2 separate regions of the Mus musculus genome follow, and region 1 is linked to region 2. Evidence: chromatin contacts called from public promoter capture Hi-C data. All regions are on one chromosome and are shown on one strand. Each heading gives the region's core, a stretch centred on a gene start, on an enhancer-like site or on the middle of the called end of the contact. The rest is flanking DNA. Distances are from core to core; before and after follow the strand shown.

The links. Capture Hi-C pulls out chosen DNA fragments and counts their contacts.
Region 1: a promoter capture Hi-C map of adipose tissue shows a contact between it and region 2. The contact joins the promoter of Tceal8 here to the promoter of Arxes2 in region 2. A contact is called at or near these places in 2 of 39 promoter capture datasets (cranial neural crest and frontonasal cranial neural crest) and 1 of 9 other capture datasets (adipose tissue).

What each region holds. Positions count from the first base shown.
Region 1 is chrX:136,170,857-136,173,556 of GRCm38.p6, reverse strand. It overlaps Tceal8 (transcription elongation factor A (SII)-like 8), which reads left to right and starts at 1,306. Exons shown (of 3, transcript NM_025703.3): 1 at 1,306-1,425; 2 at 1,852-1,921; 3 at 2,508-2,700. The coding sequence starts at 2,535.
Region 2 is chrX:135,992,276-135,995,147 of GRCm38.p6, reverse strand. Arxes2 (adipocyte-related X-chromosome expressed sequence 2) reads right to left here and starts at 1,328. Exons shown (of 1, transcript NM_029823.2): 1 at 1-1,328. The coding sequence starts at 1,189. The coding sequence ends at 647.

The DNA of each region.
Region 1 (2,700 bases), core at 57-2,556, 180 kb before region 2:
TATCGACTAGGTTTTGCTTATGGGGAAGACTATGTGATTTATTTTCCTTCTGATACTGTGTGATCTCAGTGAATATTAAACATTCTAAGTGCGTTTATTTTCCTGAAAATTTTGTAACAACATTTTTTCATTCTTTTTTTTTTTTAAGCTGAACATTATTCCTTGCTATGGTGAAGAAAGCAGCAGTGAACATGTGGTGTACATAGCTCTATGGTAGGGTATGGAGTTCTCTGAGATGGCTCTTGTTTTAATGGAGCACTTTGAATCCTACCAGGGTATCTAGAGTTCCACGAATGAATGAATGAATGAATGAATGGAAAACCCTACATGCTTAATAAGCCCCACAGTCAATAGTGACATACAAAGAGTTACCTCCTTTCTGCTTCATTGTGAGCGCTCTTTCCTTACAAACATTCTGTTCTTAATAACAAAAGTTTACCAACAAACATATTTCGTTGAGTCCCACGAAAGTTCACTGAGTGAAAAGCAGGCTTTTCTGTTTAACAAAGACACTGGCTCCCACAAAGGACAAGGAAAAGAAGTCTGTCTGAAGCCTTTATTTGCAAGTGGGAGCTGCCAGCAGTCATCAATTAAAAGTTCAGACGTCTAATAATAGCCTAAGCTCAGGCAAAGAGAGTCGTGGATTGCGGAGACAAAACTAACGAAACAAATCGGCTGTTTTCAGAGTCGGTTTGCAAACGATGCCATTTTAGTAAGATTTTTAAAAAACCCCAACACATCAATATGTTGTAAATACTGTGCTTTCACTTGCAGTCATTAGAATACTTTTTGAAACCTTAAAATTGATTTAATGAAGTTATTTTCTCCTCATCTAGTGTGAAATAGTGAATATGAAGTATCTCTTTTTAAATATCATTTTAAACCCTGATTCTTACAACAGAACACCACAGAAAACGACTCAAGAAGCTAAACATCCCTTCCTTAGGCTTTTATTCTTCCGCTACCCCCACAAGCGCACATCTACAACCTTCCCCCATTTTAAAGACAGAGAAGCTTCCCAGAGAAATGGTGGACTGTAGGATTTGGTGGGGGGAGGGGAAGGGAAGTATAGGGAGCAAGGGAGAGAAAGAGCTGACTTCCCAAATTAGGAGAATTGGTCGACGTACCCTAAAAGACTGCTCTTTTCCTGGTAATCTGAGTAAGGTGAATAGATACTACTTGGTGACGAGACGAGTTTTATTGTCTCCTATTGGCAAATAGGAAAAAAGATTGACAGTATCTAGTGAAGGGAATGTAGGGGGCGGGCTGCATGTTAATGGGAGGGGTAACCAAAGGCTGGAGCTCATTGATGACGCGATCCTCACGTGACCAGCAGTCGACGTGTGCAGAAGTCCTTATAGTCTAGGCCCAGTTCCCCAGTAGCAGCTCTGTCCTGCTAGAGAAGAGTGGCCCAGCTACTTCCAGGTACTTTAATAGTGGGCGCTGGCTTAAGAGATCATAGGGTGGAGGGAGCAGAGAACAGAAAGCACGCTCATCCCGCACTCTTTCTCTTATCCTAGGGTTCTGCTAAACTATTTTGTGCGAGAGGTTTGGGGCTGCTTGATGAGGGATGGGGCAGATTGGGAGGGAGGTAGCTAACCGAGTCCGGCAGAGAAAGAAAAGAGACGGGGAAAGGAGAACTGCGAGAGACGGAGAGAAGAAACAATAACACTGTGGGGAAAACTTGTCTGATTCTTTGCCCTCTTGCTGGGAAACAGGGTACAGATGAAGGCGGGGTTGCCACAAAGGGAGGGAGAAGAGGGGGATGTGGAAAAACTTTGTGCTATCCGTTAGCAAGACCTTTTGATTTAGGCACTAGTGTGCTCACCAAGAACTCCTGTCTTTCTTCAGCACTCTTGATCTTTTGAGCGCGACATAAATCGAGGTGCAAGAAGAGAGGAAAATCTCCAGGTACCTACAGGTCAGTGCAAGGGTGCAATTGCTTCAGGTCCCTTTGGGTGGGGGTAGGAGTGTGGAAGACACCAAAGCACATCCCAGGGGCGTCACGGCTGCCTCCCATCCGGATTAAGCACAGAAGGCCCCTGCAAATCCTGCTGCGGAAATGGGGTGAAGGAAGGAAAGGGAGAGGCTAAAGACATTTAAAAGAGAGAGGAGACCGCTGACCTGACTGTTGCTGGTGAGAAGCTGAGGATGGGATGACTTGGAAAAGCCCGAAAGGGCGGGAGTGTTAGAGCCATGTGGTGAGGGAAGGGTTAATTGCTTCCACGCCGCTCCCATTTCAGTGCTAGGAGAGGTTTGTTGCAGGGCCTGCTGGGAAAATGGTGGGCTGGAGCCGGGACAGGAGAAGATGGAGTTGGAGAGCAAGGGGGGGGTGGGGGGGGTGGAGGAAGGGGTGGAGTCAGGAGCTCAGAACCTGACTTGTCTAGTTAGAAAACTTTTTGGCAATTAAGTGACCTGAAACAAAAGTCAGTCGCTATGGGAACACAAAAGCTTGTCCATCTGCCTGACACCTAGTCGGTTTTGTTTCCTTGTTTTTATCCCCCTAGGATTAATTCATTAAGAAAATAATCAACATGCAAAAGTCTTGTGACGAGAACGAAGGAACACCCCAGAACACACCAAAAGCAGACGAAGGCCATCCTTCAGAAGATCCACCACAGCAGGCAGGAGAAACTCTTCAGGCTTCTGGAGAAAATGTGAGGGAGGAAACTGAAGGGAGCCATAGAGGAGAGCCTGCTG
Region 2 (2,872 bases), core at 79-2,578:
GTCACATTTGCTGGCAAGGAAGGAAAGCAGTAAGATTTCTGACTCGTGTTTAACTATTTTGCATGTCAGACTCTTACGAAACAAATCACAATTTTTCTAGTAATCAAACACACCCTAGAAGATATAAGAAAACGGCATTCAATGTGGACCTACAAGGAATCTCAGGAATAAAATACAGTTATTGTGACAATACCAAAACATCTAATTTTAAAATTCTCCCCAAATTTTATATATCACATGGGATAATGTAGTGAATATGACAAAACTGTGTATTATTTTCAATCCTCATTATCCAACTGTCTAATAATAACCTACTCTGGTGAACTTCTTTGTTGTTTCATTGGTAGAATAAAGAAAGTTCCAGAACTCTATTAGCCTTTCCCTCCAACTATAAAATTTGATGTTAATTCTTATACAGAGGAAGAGTGATAACCAATGTCACACACACACACTAAGATCAATGAATATAGTCTCTATGTTAGGCTCAGGGAAGCATGAGGATGAGTGCAGCCAGTCCCAGAACAAAACCAGCATGTTTTAAAATAAACAAAACAAAAGAGAAGTCAGCAAGACTTGAGGGAAATGATGAGGAGATGCGATTTCTTGAGTCCACAGATGTCCCCGTTTCCAATGCAGAGAGAATTCTTCAAAAAGTCGTGGCTATTTCATAGGAATCTGGAAACGGGACAGACACGCGTCCAGATCCAGTCACAAGAGGCAGGATCCCAGCAATCGGTATCACTTGCCAGGAGAGAGTCAAAGTGACATTCCTGTTTCCCTTGAGCCCGTGTCCATCGTCAAAGAAAAAATACTTGCTTTTGACGTCTTTCAGGTTCAGCTTGGGGTTCTCGCCTCGCAGAAGGATCTTGTCCCAGAGGACCACCTGGTTCACAGCGTTGCTTTTGGTGGAATATTCTGCCGACAGATAAAGGAAGAGCTGCTTGACGTTCCAGTCGAAAGTCTTCTCCAGATCCGCAGAGATGTGGAAGGTGATGAAGCCCAGGTCGCTCTTCTTTCTGGGTCCGGTGAAGTCTTCCACTTTTTTGAGCAGGATCCTGGAGACGTGCAGGCGCACGGGCGCGCTCCTGTCTTTGAAGGCGGTGGTGAGGATGCAGCCCAAGGTGAGCGCCGCCATGACGCTCAGCGTGAAGGCGAACAGCGAGTTGGCCCGGGACAGCAGGGAGTTCATCTTGCAGGGTGTTCAATCGGCGGCTCCCTCCACGCGGGCTCCACCGGCGCTCGCTGGCTGGCTGGCTGGCTGGCTGGCTCTGCACGGGGCGTGCAGTTCGCTCCGCGGTCCCTCTGCCTTCCTCTGGCTCGCGCGGAATGCCGGGCTCGCGCACGCGTCCCTGGAGCGCGCACCGCCCACGATGCCTGCCCCCTCCCCCGCCCCAAGCCACTAGTTAACCCTACAACCACTGTCTGCTGAGAGTCTAAGGCACTTGGAGCATCTCATAGAAAGCCGCAGCCTGGCTGAATGAGCCCAGCGGTGCCTTGAACTGTCTCACCCTCACACCCAGACACAGTCACGGAAGGTCCCTGGCACCAACCACAGCCCCTGCCCCGGCACACAAAGCCCTGGCCAGGGAACCCTCTCCCTCTGCACACTGCTGCATCATGGCTTCCATACATCCTAGCCCCTCCCCTGGCCTTCTGCAACAGGCTGCTGATGCCTGGACTTCCTTCCCCCCACACTAGGCTAATCCTGCCTCTGCAGTCCATTCTCTACACACAGACCAGCCATTCCCTACAGGTCATGCCCCCCCCCCACTTGCTGGGGTCCTCCGCCCTCAGCATACAGTCTTAGTGGCAGAGGAGGCCCAGACTCTGCTGCATCTGCCCTGTCCACCCCTCACCCCCTACCATCCTGATGGTTGTCTGCCAGGCTGCAGCCAGTGGGCTTGCTGTCCTCTGCTCCTGGGTTCACTGGAGCACACACAGTCCAAGCGCACCAAGACCTGGCCTGTCTGTGCATGGCTTCTTAGCATTCAGGACTCAGTTCTTAAGGCCACTTCCAGCAAAGGCTTTCAGTGACAATTTCCTGTGTAATGATCCCTGACCCTTGATTCTTAGTCTACCTACCCTAATTATTCTCTTAATCATAAATGACTACCAAATTGCCTTTCCAATTGATTTGTCTTCTTAGTCCCAGTTTCCCAATCTTTAATGACAGGTTAGTGACCCTGTCTTTCCTGTCCTTTATGCTTGTCCCCAGTGCTTAAATCAGAGGCTTGTATACAAATCTGAATAAATAGCACTTAGTTAAGGAAGTAGTATTTGACACATCGGAATAGACAAAAGAAGCAGATACTTGCAAGCAAGTAGCCATAGCATCACTTGAGCACGCATTCAAAATATCCAAAAAGCTTGTAGAAACCCCACATTGCTTTTCAAACCTAGATGGATATTAATTGGAGAAACTACTGAAAATGTAGAGCCTTCTCTCCTCGTGTCCCTGCTTTTGATTTAGTAATGGGGTGGGGAGAGGTACAAATATCTCCCAGTTTAATCCATTTCCCTTGATAATTTCGAAGAAAGCTTCTTACTTGGAAAATTCCAGGCCTAAACAGCTAACGTTTGAGTACCACTAATTTAATGTCACCCATGCTGAGTTTTCAGATAACTGGGTGGTCTTTATTGTGGTAATTACTCAAAGTAGCCCAGTCCCTCAATCCACTTGAGATCACAGGGTACTAAGAAGCTGAGTGCACAATTACCGAGCAGTAGTTCTTGGAAATATTATCTTTTCCCACTGAATTACATTCGGATCTTTAAAAAAAAACTAGTCATTAATATTGATATGGATATATTTCATTATTTAGTTCCTTTGATTTAGCTTCTCACCTCGATGTCTACAGAACACTTTCTTGAT